2 separate regions of the Capra hircus genome follow, and region 1 is linked to region 2. Evidence: chromatin contacts called from public Hi-C data. All regions are on one chromosome and are shown on one strand. The core of a region is the stretch at or near the end of the contact, and the rest is flanking DNA. Distances in the headings are between cores, read along the strand shown.

Region 1 (5,066 bases), core at 1,128-3,627, 75 kb before region 2:
TCCCAGGGATCGAACCTGGGTCTCCTGCATTGCAGGCAGATTCTTTACCATCTGAGCCGCCAATGCTCATAGTAACTTAAGTCAGTTCAGTTCAGTCCAGTTACTCAGTCATGTCCAACTCTTTGCAACCCCCAAGGAACGCAGCATTCCAGGCTTCCCTGTCCATCAGCAACTCCAAGAGCTTGCTCAAACTCATGTCCATCGAGTCAGTAATTCTATCCAATCATCCCATCATCTGTTGTTCCCTTCTCCTCCTGCCTTCAATTTTTCCCAGCATCAGGGTCTTTTCCATGAGTTAGTTCTTCCCATCAGGTGGCCAAAGTATTGGAGTTTCAGCTTCAGCATCAATCCTTCCAAGGAATATTCAGGACTGATTTCCTTTAAGATTGACTAGTTGGATCTCCTTGCAGTCCAAGGGACTCTCAAGAGTCTTCTCCAACACCACAGTTCAAAAGCATCAATTCTTCAGTGCTCAGCTTTCTTTATAGCCCAACTCTCACATCCAAACATGACTAATTGAAAAACCATAGCTTTGACTAGATGGACCTTTGTCGGCAAAGTAATGTCTTTGCTTTTTCATATGCTGTTTAGGTTGGTCATAGCTTTTCTTCCAAGGAGCAAGCATCTTTTAATTTCATGGCGGCATTGTCAACTGAAGTCAAGCCCCATCCAAACTGTGAGCCAATCATCTGGCTCTATCTTCAAAACAGCTCCAGAATCCAACTGCTTCTTATCACATCTGCCATTCCTTCCTCATCTAAGTTACCATCATCCCTCACCTCGGAACCGAAACAGCCTCCTAACTGATTTCCCTATTTCTACCCTATGACTCAGGCCAGTTCATTTTCCATATAGCAGCTATAGTGATCCTTTTGAAACAAAAGTTACATCCCTCTTTTGTTCAACACCCTGCAATGGCTCACCATTCCACTTATAATAAAAGCCTACAAAGTGTGTGACCTCTCTGACTTCTACTTCTACTTACTGAAGTGAAATTGCTCATGTCCAACTCTTTGAAACCCCATAGACTGTAGCCCACCAGGCTCCTGCATGCATGGAACTTTCCAGGCAATAGTACTGGAGTGGGTTGCCATTTCCTTCTCCAGGGGATCTTCCTGACCTAGGGATCGAACCGGGTCTCCCTCATTGCAGGCAGATGCTTTACGGTCTGAGCCACCAGGGAAGACCTTATAAGTAAAACCTTCCACTTACTACCCTCCCCTCACTCTGACTATCCTCAATTAGGTTTAGGGCACACTCTTGCCTCAGGGCCTTTTCACTGGCCGTTCTGTCGCTCCGGATTACTATTCATTCAGATATTCACAAGGCTTGCTCCCTCAATCGTCTGCTTTAGTCCTTGCTCAAAACACCACCGTTACCCTGAGTCCTCTCCCTACCCATCTTACTGAAGAGCTGTAACCTTCTCCTCTCCGTCTATCATGCCGTAGAATCTACTGCTTAATTCTACTGTTTATTATCTCTCTTTTCATACTAGAACGTCTTTCCATACTAGCTCCATAAGCATAGGTTTCGTGTTACGTTCTCGGACGTATTTCAAACACTTAGAAAAGCCCCCATTGAGAGTAGGTGCTCAACACATATCTGTTAATAAATAAATGCACTAACAAACCTAAACAGATGCTCCAAAGGGCGTTATTTTGTTCACTGGCATATCCCAACCGCCTAGCACAGGACTTACTTACGTTAGGCGTTTAATATTTGACAGACTGACCGAATGACTAAATGACAGCTGGACCAACTATCATCCCTCGGACAGCGGAGTGACACCGGACACAACCACACCCCTCTCCTCAATCCTAACCCCACCTCGCCCGTCACCTGTGAGGAGACACCCAGATGCTGGAAGCTGTAGTCAAGCAGCAACTCCTGAAGCTCCAGGTTCACCGGCACGTTGCGGTCGAAGGGCGATCGCAGCATCCAACGCAGCGGCTCCAGGCTGCCCAGCGCGTTCCCCACCTGCGGGCCCGCCCCGCCCCGAGCCCCACCCCGCCCGCGGGCGCACACAGCGCGGAACTGCAGCCGGGGCTCGGGGCCCGGGTCCGGCCCGGGGCACGCCCAGCCTGCGCGGGCCTGGAACGACCCATTGTCCAGCACCAGTGGCACCGGCAGTGACCCGTGTGCCACCGGGCCGGCCTCCAGCACCGGATCTGGCGCAGCGCGGGCATCGCGGAACGGAAACACGTTCGTGGCCAGGCCTGCTGTAGTGGCCGCCGCCATCTTGGAGCGCTGCTGGCTCCGCCCCTCGGCGCGGCGCCACCACGGCGCGAGACTCCGCCCCCGACGCAGCGTGCGCCCGTGCAGAGCTAGACTCCGCCTTCGCAGAGCCGCGGCTACCTCCAAGCCTGCCGTGCTGTTGCCCGTTAATGCCAACCTGCTGCTGCTGCGAAGTCGCCTCAGTCGTGTCCGACTCTGTGCGACCCCATAGACGGCAGCCCACCAGGCTCCCTCGTCCCTGGGATTCTCCAGGCAAGAACACTGGAGTGGGTTGCCATTTCTTTATCCAATACATGAAAGTGAAAGTGAAGTCCCTCAGTCTTGTCTGACTCTTCGCAACCCACCAGGCTCCTCCGTCCATGGGATTTTCCGGGCAAGAGTAATCCCAACCTACTTCTCACCAAACTCGCCCTCGGTAGCCCAGGCCGCCTTCGGGGACCGCTAGGCCACGCCCACCCTGGTTGTGGTTTAACCTTGCTCCCAGCTTTCAACCTGTTACTACCCTTCGCGGCTGCCGGGACTCTGACCAGCAAACCCAGGCCCGAATGCGTAAAGCCATCGGTCCCCGCCCCTTCCTTGCCTCCAGATCTGAGCTGAGTTCCACCGGGCCCCGCCTTTCCGCCTAGCCACGCCCCATTTGCCTTCTGTCTCCTTCCTTCGCCATTGACTGCTCCCCACGTCCACGTGATAACTTTGCCTTTAGCCATGGAAACAAACTCAGGGTTAGCTGACTGCTCGATTTCTTGACCAAGGAGTTCGCTACTCAGGCGTGTTCACTGTGTGAAAATTCATCAGGTCGTTCACTTATGATTTGTGCACTTCTCTGCAGGTATGTTAAAGGAAACATGGTGGCTCAGACGGTAAAGAATCTGCCTGCAATGCAGGAGACCAAGGTTTGATCCCTGGGTCGGGAAGATCCCCTGGGGAAGGAACTGGCAACCCACTCCAGTATTCTTGCCTGGAGAATCCCACGGACAGAGCAGCCTGGCGGGCCACAGTCCATGACAGCCATACACAAATGAACGACTCTTTCTGTCTCTCTTCTTTTCTTTGCACATATGCCTTCTCCATATTTTATAATACAATATAAAGTTTCCCAGGTGGCTCTAGTGGTAAAGAACCCACCTGCCAGTGCAGAAGGGCTAAGAGGGTTTGGATCCCTGGTTTGGAAAGATCTAGGTGAAGGAGGACATGGCAACCCACTCCAATATTTTTGCCTGAAAAATCCCATGGACAGAGGAGCCTGGCAGGCTACAGTCCATTGGGTCACAGAGTCTGACACCACTGAAGTGATTTAGCACATAAAGTTTTAAAATACATTTATTAACTCCCACAAGTCTATGGGACTTTTACCTTCTCACAAACCTCAAACACTGCAAAAAGACTGCTAAATGTTAATATGTCTATATTCTCTTTTTCTCTTTTGTGGTATAATTCCCCTCCATGGTCCTCTAGCTGCTTGTGATCTTGTGACTCAGTTTTGGCCTTTTGGCCAATTGGGGGGAAGGGCAGAGAGAAATGGAGGTGATGTCATCTGCCCCCTCCTCAGTTTTAGCTGTAAAAGGACTGGGCTCACTCTCCCCTGCCCCATTTCTCCCTTTCCACCAGGCAAGATAACAAGAATTAGAGCACCTGCTTTGACTGTACCCTCCCAGCTCTGGAGTACTTAATTTTGAGAGATAAAAGCAAGTTAATTATAAAAGGTTCAGTTCAGTTGCTCAGTTGTGTCCGACTCTTTGTGGCCCCATGGGCTGCAGCACGCCAGGCTTCCCTGTCCATCACCAACTCCTGGAGCTTACTCAAACTCATGTCCATCGAGTCGGTGATGCTATCCAACCATCTCATCCTCTGTTGCCCCCTTCTCCTCCACCTTCAATCTTTCCCAGCATCAGGGTCTTTTCCAATGAGTCGATCCTTCGCATCAGGTGGCCAAATTATTGGAATTTCAGCTTCAGCATCAGTCCTTCCAATGAACACTCAGGACTGATCTGCTTTAGGATTGACTGGTTGGATCTCCTCGTGGTCCAAAAGGTGGTTCTGTAATAAACATCCTTATGGAGAGATGAGACCCCCCCCAAAAAAAAAAAAACGTTCTCAGGAACATCTAGGAACACTTCTAGGCCAAACAGGGAGCCAGTCTAGCAGCAAAATCAGATGAAAGGTGTTGTGTTCCAACATAAGTCATGATCTCACATCTAAAGGAATCCATCATTAAACAGAGAAAGCAGGGCAGAGCAGAACACAGAAGATACAAGTGAATGTAAATTCAAGGACTATACCTGTGTATACTAATGTGGGAAAATCTCCAAGATACATTTTTAAAAGAAATGAGTGTAATTTATAGGAACTCCCTTTAAGAAAGGTGGGAGGGGGTGGAGTGTAGAAAATATATAGTGTTTTGCTTGTATTTTCATGTGTGAATAGAAAGACAAGAAACTAAGAGTTTGCCTGTAAAGAAAAAGGACAAGGTGAGTGGGTCAGGTGTGGGAGATTTTTTTCACTGCATACTTTTCCACATAGTTTTGATTTTTTAATCTTGTGAAAGTATTACCGTTCCAGCAAAAAAAAAAAAAGAGCACTATGAATAAAGGAGGTAGGTTGATTATTGCTCCCAGTTCTCCATTCCTCTGTAATGCCATGTGACTCTGTTGGGCTTCTCTCACTGTAGTCATTGATATTGAACTTGGCCATGGGATTCACTTTTAGCCTACAGACTATTAGCCAAATGTGATCTGAGCAGAGGCTTTACCTGTGCCTGTGTGGCTTAGACTGCCCTCTCACCATGAGTCATGAGAAGAACATGCTCTGAATCTAAAGAGGATGAGAGAGAC
Region 2 (5,525 bases), core at 1,645-4,144:
AGGTTGTCAGTACGAGGGCTTTTTGTAGAGTTGAGCTTTTGTTTTGCAAGGCTCACCATGGCTGCTGTACAGGGGACAGACAGGAGGGCAAGGAGAAAGAGCAGTGAAAAGGCATAGAAGGGACTTCCCCGGTGATCCAGTGGTTAAGGCTCTGCACTCCCACTGCAGAGAATAGGGGTTCGATCCCTGGTCGGGGAACTTAAGATCCCACACGTCATGCAGGGTGGTCAATTTTTTTTTTTTTTTTAAGCATTGAAGCCACTGAGACTTAGTACCATCATATCACCACCACCACCATTATCACCACCATTATCATCACCATCATCATCACCATCATCAAAAGGATCGAGATGACAGAGGCTTGGACCAAGATGATAGCAGGAGCAGAGAAGAGCATCTCTGCCCCTGTTTCTGAGGGCTAGCTCTGGTGACTGGGGCACACTTTGCCAGTGCCCATGCAAGCTGAGCCCTCACTCCCATGCACTCCCTACAGTGGGCTCCCACCCCATGATTGCTGTATGCCAACACCACTCGTGGACTTAGATCTGCATGGATTTTTGTTCACGACTTTGCCTGTGTGCTCATATAGAATTGCTTAAGGAATCCACAGCCACTGGCTCCGGAGCAGGTCGGCTTCAGGTAGCCTGGCCCAGAGACATCAGTTTCACTGGAGGAGCTGTCACACTAAACAAAAATTTCTGTCCCCTCCATGCCTGAAGCCAGCTCCAGGCAAAACTCCAAACCCCAGGATGGAATCCTAAGATATGCACAAACTGAACCTTGACCTCACAGCAAGGTTCTACCTTGTTTCACAGCAGACACAGGCCTGAGGGGGAGATTCATCCCAGGGTGGACTCTGGCCTTCTCCAGAAGGGCCCAGTGAGCCCTCAAGGCTCAGAGAAAGCTCCCAGGGACCTAGGTTCAGACCCGTTCCCCATCAAGACACTTCCTGATATTCCCTCTGACTTCACAGAGGAGGATGTTGATGGACTTTGTGAACCTGTTGCTATAAGAGAGGGAAGCAAGCAGCTAGTTCTTCTAGAGGCAGTAAGACCAACCTCCGAGCATGGAGCCCAGGCCTGGAAGGGGTGGCCTCAGCGATTTTTGGTCTCAGGTGGGAGATGAGATTAAAGGACCCTCCTGAGACAGCCAGAGCCCAGGAAGGAGCCCAGCACCCAGAGGCAGGGAAGAGGCAGCTGGATGGCTCTGGGGAGGGCCAGCCACAGGTCCCGCACCATGAGGCCCCTTCCTGCTGGACATCAGAATGAAAGCTAGGGGAGTGCTGGGATGACGACACGAGCTTGCAGTGAGGGGCAAATTCTGAGTCAAGATGATTATGAATATTGAATGAGTATTATGTTAATTATAATTAGTATAAAAGGATCATATAATTATCATATGATAATTATGGATATCCCAAGTTCAATTCCAAAATCTCCCCCCAATTTGTTGTGCAGCTCTGGGCAAGGCTCTTCCCCCTCTCTGAGCCTCAGTTTTCCCATCTGTACAAGAGGAACTGGGCTAGATACTTGCTAAGAACTGACAGTCCAAGAGTGCTTCATGCCAGTTCTATCAGGAGGCTCCTGAGAGTTCAAGCTGTTTCTTACATCCTGGGGTGACAGTTGCAGATTATCCCCATGGATCCTCTCTCAGCTCTGTGGCCTGCTGCCTCAGGACCTTTGCACTTGCAGTTTTTGGTGTCTGGAAGCTTTATCTCATTCTCCAGACTATGCCATACTATACTATACTTGTTTTACATTCCCATTGTTCCTTATATCTCTTATACAACCCAATACACTTTGTAACTTGATATTTACCCTGTGGCTATTTGACTCATGTCGTATCTCTTCCACAGGGCTATGAACTTGTAGGTCCGGAGCCCCTGTCCTTTTCATTGTGATTCTAGCATTCCACATGGTGCCTGGTCTAGAATAGGCATTCATTAAATACCTGTCAAGTGAATGAATGAATGATGGCTATCATCATTATGATTTGGAGCCAAGAAGTTCTCTAAGACGGTTGGAGAACCCAGTTCAGGTTCAGATCTCCCCAGAAAGGGAATGGCCCACAGTCTGCACAACTCCCCTCAATGGCCTTCAGCTCCAAGGTGCTGACCCCTCCCTGTACCTGCACCCCTTTCCCTACAGGGGAGAGGCTTCTGTAAGGGGTAAGGGGAAGCTGTCCGTGTCCTCTCTGCCTTCTTGACCCTGTGATCCAGGGCTGAAACACTCTGTGAACCTGCCCGAGGACGTGGGCCACTCTGGTGTGGGGGAACAGGGCCACTTCCAGGGGATCTTTGGTCGGCCAGGCCACCGGATCTTTGCCACTTGAGGAGTCTGCAGAGAGAGAAAGATTCCTACACATGAACACACACATGCATGCCTGGAGTTCAAATGTGTGTGTAAACACTCATGCACGTGCACTTTCACAAAGACTCACGCTCAAAATACAAGATGCACACATCCACATCCACACCAGTTGTGTGCATGGATCATATCAAGTCCACATACACAATGTTCCCCAAAGGGTGCACACACAAACACAGGCACAGAACCATGTGTGCACATGCGTTCACGCTCATACACAACCGGAGTGCGTGCAGGGCGCCTGCAGACCCACGCAGACAGGTTCACATAAACATGGGCACAAGGCCAACTTCTTGGTTCTGGACTCCTCCCTGGAACACTCAGGATTCTTAGAAGTACCTTCCCTTCTCCTGCCCGCTTCTCACCACAATCACTAAACACCCCACTTTCCCAACCCTTGGCAAAGTACACAAGAGCTGCCAAAAACGGGGCAGTCGCGATAGCCTCCGGAAGACCCCGGTGCACCGCACCGTTCCCGCCTTGCTCAGCCCGGTCACCTCCCTAGTTTCTGAGACCCCGCCTCCTCGCTCGCTGCAATGGGCTCGGGGCGCCCCTTTGTGGCCACAATCGGCAGCGCCGTTCCGGGCAGCTTGGTCCCCAGTCCTTGCAGATGCGGAGGATTCAAACGCAGGGCCACCAGGTGCCCTCCCGCTGCCCCTTGCCCCTTTCTTCTTTCACCTGGTGGGGGTGGGGGTGAGTAGGGAGCACTCACCCATTAGGGGCCGTCCGCCGCCCTGTTGTCTGCGTGCGTCTTTCACAGCCAGATCTTGAGTCGCCGGCGCAGAGCTGGGGCTGTCGGCCACTGCTGTCCTTCAGTTTTCACATCTGGGCCATCAAGAAAGGCGGCCTGGCCAGAAAGTCTCAGCAAGGACGTCAGGCCGCCAGGGTGACAGGCAGAGCTGGGGGGGGGGTCAGTGGGGCCTCTTTCCTGTCCCAGTCCCCCCAAACACAGCTTGGCAATATGTATTTGTTGAACTTAGGGCTGAAGCACTAGTTTGACGAGAGGAGGTGGGCCATTTAGCCCCCTAAAGGGCCATGGACAAAGGGCAGAGCACACGCCCACTCTCGGGCTTCCTGGACAGCCCGGGACAGGTGATCTGAACATCAAAAGATTATTGCAACTTAAAGAAAACCACGTAACTCAAGTTAGCTCTTTTCTATATATGGGAAATTCTTTTCAAGAGTCTGAGCTCACTGAAATCATTCCTTTGATACGCACCTCAGCTCTCTGGAGCCAGTAAACTGTGTTTTCACATCTTGCACTACTTCAAGGCTCAGCATAGGGAGTGGCTGCAGTCTGAAGGCAGCTAGATGGCAGGTGTTCCTTCCTTCCTGAGTTCCCCCAGGGATCACTGGCTCATCATCTGTGGTGGCTGCAATTGCTGGTGACTGTGACATCCTTGTTTATTGATACGGCAGGAAATATTCCATTGCTCCATGTACTGGTGCCTCAAGATGGGGCCTGGCCACCAGCCCTTTGGGCAGCATCCTCACCAGCCAGGAGCCCTTGCCTCAGGCACAGGTGCCTCTCCGGACCACCTGCCTCTCTGCAGCAGCTGCGCAGCTTGTTTGGAGTCAGTGGAGTCCAAATGCTGAAGATTCCTACCCAGCTCTGCCCACCTCCTGCCACCGCCCGACCCAACTGCAAGCCTGAACTTGCAGCCTTTCAGACTCTGCTGCTGCAGGGAAACAACGTCTGTTTCTGAACAGAACCTCTGTTCAGTCAGACCCAGTCCAGTCAGTAGCAATGGCCTAGGATGTAGGGGCTAAGATCCTGACTTAGGAAAGCAAGTTTGGAGGCTGAGGACGCAGGACTTTTGGCTGAAGAAGTGATTTCTCAGACTCAAGCGTAAGCCCCAGGATCAAATAAATGGGCTTAGAGCTCAGACCCATTACCCCCAGGAAGTTATTTCCTAGCTAAGGCTCATTGCCCCAGCAAGTGATTTTTCCAGGCTGAAGTAGAAGTCCACCCTAGGGCCCAAGTTTTCACCTCAGGGTCCCTTCCTACTGTCCTCAGGCCAGAGAGGCAAATGGATGGAAATGCTTAGAGGTGTGCGCATTCTCTCACTTCACAGAACAGCCCCTTAGTGAAGCCTGGAGGATTCCCAGGGCCCTGGAGAAGGAAGACCACTTAGGTGGAGGAGACAAAAGCCCCAGAACTGAGTCACACCCGTGTTCAGTTCAGTTCAGTTCAGTCGCTCAGTCGTGCCGGACTCTTTGTGACCCCATGGACTGCAGCTCACCAGGCCTCCCTGTCCATCACCAACTCCTGGAGTTTACTCAAACTCATGCCCATTGAGTCGGTGATGCCATCCAACCATCTCATCCTCTGTCGTCCCCTTCTCCTCCTGCACTCAATCTTTCCCAGCATCAGGGTCTTTTCCAATAAGTCAGCTCTTCGCATCAGGTGGCCAAGTTTTGGAGTTTCAGCTTCAGCATCAGTCCTTCCAATGAATATTCAGGACTGTGACCCTGTTTTGACAGCTAAGCAGTGAGGGAGGAGCAGTTGTTTCTTTGGGTGTACTTTCTGAGGAGGTCAGACAGGGTTCAGAAAAGAAGTAAAATAAAACCCTAACAGTTCCAATGGCATCGCTGTCCTAAAGTCATGTGATGCGGTGCGACAACAAATCCCTCATTCCACCAGAGAACAAGAGTGCTCAGCACATCCATAGCATTTGTTCCGAGCATCACTAACAGGTGATTTTGTGTTTGTTTTGTTTTCAGTGTTTTATTGATGTGCAGCATATGCACAAAAGTGCATGGATCCTCAGTGGACAGTATGAATAACAATCTCCGGTTATCATTTTGTTTCCTACGTTTATCGAATTATTACTATTACGTGCCCAGCACCAGACACGTGCAGACATCATTTAAATATTCAAGGGTGAGTGCTACTGTCCCGTTTACAGATGGGCAGACAGACCCAGGAGTAGATGGCCCACCTACACATATCCAGCTGGCAAGCTGCAGACCCAGGGTTCAAATCCAGGTTGCAAGCCCCAGACGTAGTGCTCTCAACTGCTATGCGCTATGGTTTGTGAAAGCCACAGTGAAGGAAGTGATCTGAGCCCATTCTTTCCCCTCTATAAACTCTGCTCTCCTTTCTGAATTCCTGGTCTCACCAGACGGTTGCTTCAAGTGCACTGAGGGCCATTCCTG

The links. Hi-C and Micro-C count contacts between places; a contact is called where the count stands out from the background.
Region 1: a contact with region 2 is called in a Hi-C map of liver, with 3 times the contacts expected there. The contact joins the promoter of ACTR5 here to the enhancer-like site in region 2. A contact is called at or near these places in 2 of 5 Hi-C or Micro-C datasets (blood and liver).

Annotation. Positions count from the first base shown.
Region 1 is chr13:67,136,857-67,141,922 of ARS1.2, reverse strand. It overlaps ACTR5 (actin-related protein 5), which reads right to left and starts at 2,377. Exons shown (of 11, transcript XM_018057860.1): 1 at 1,840-2,377. The coding sequence starts at 2,238.
Region 2 is chr13:67,062,005-67,067,529 of ARS1.2, reverse strand. No RefSeq gene overlaps it. Among named protein-coding and RNA genes, the nearest start is that of ADIG, 16 kb to the right of the region's middle. Within about 2 kb of position 2,894, at least 1 of the 5 cell types and tissues checked has an H3K27ac peak or open chromatin away from gene starts, as enhancers often do.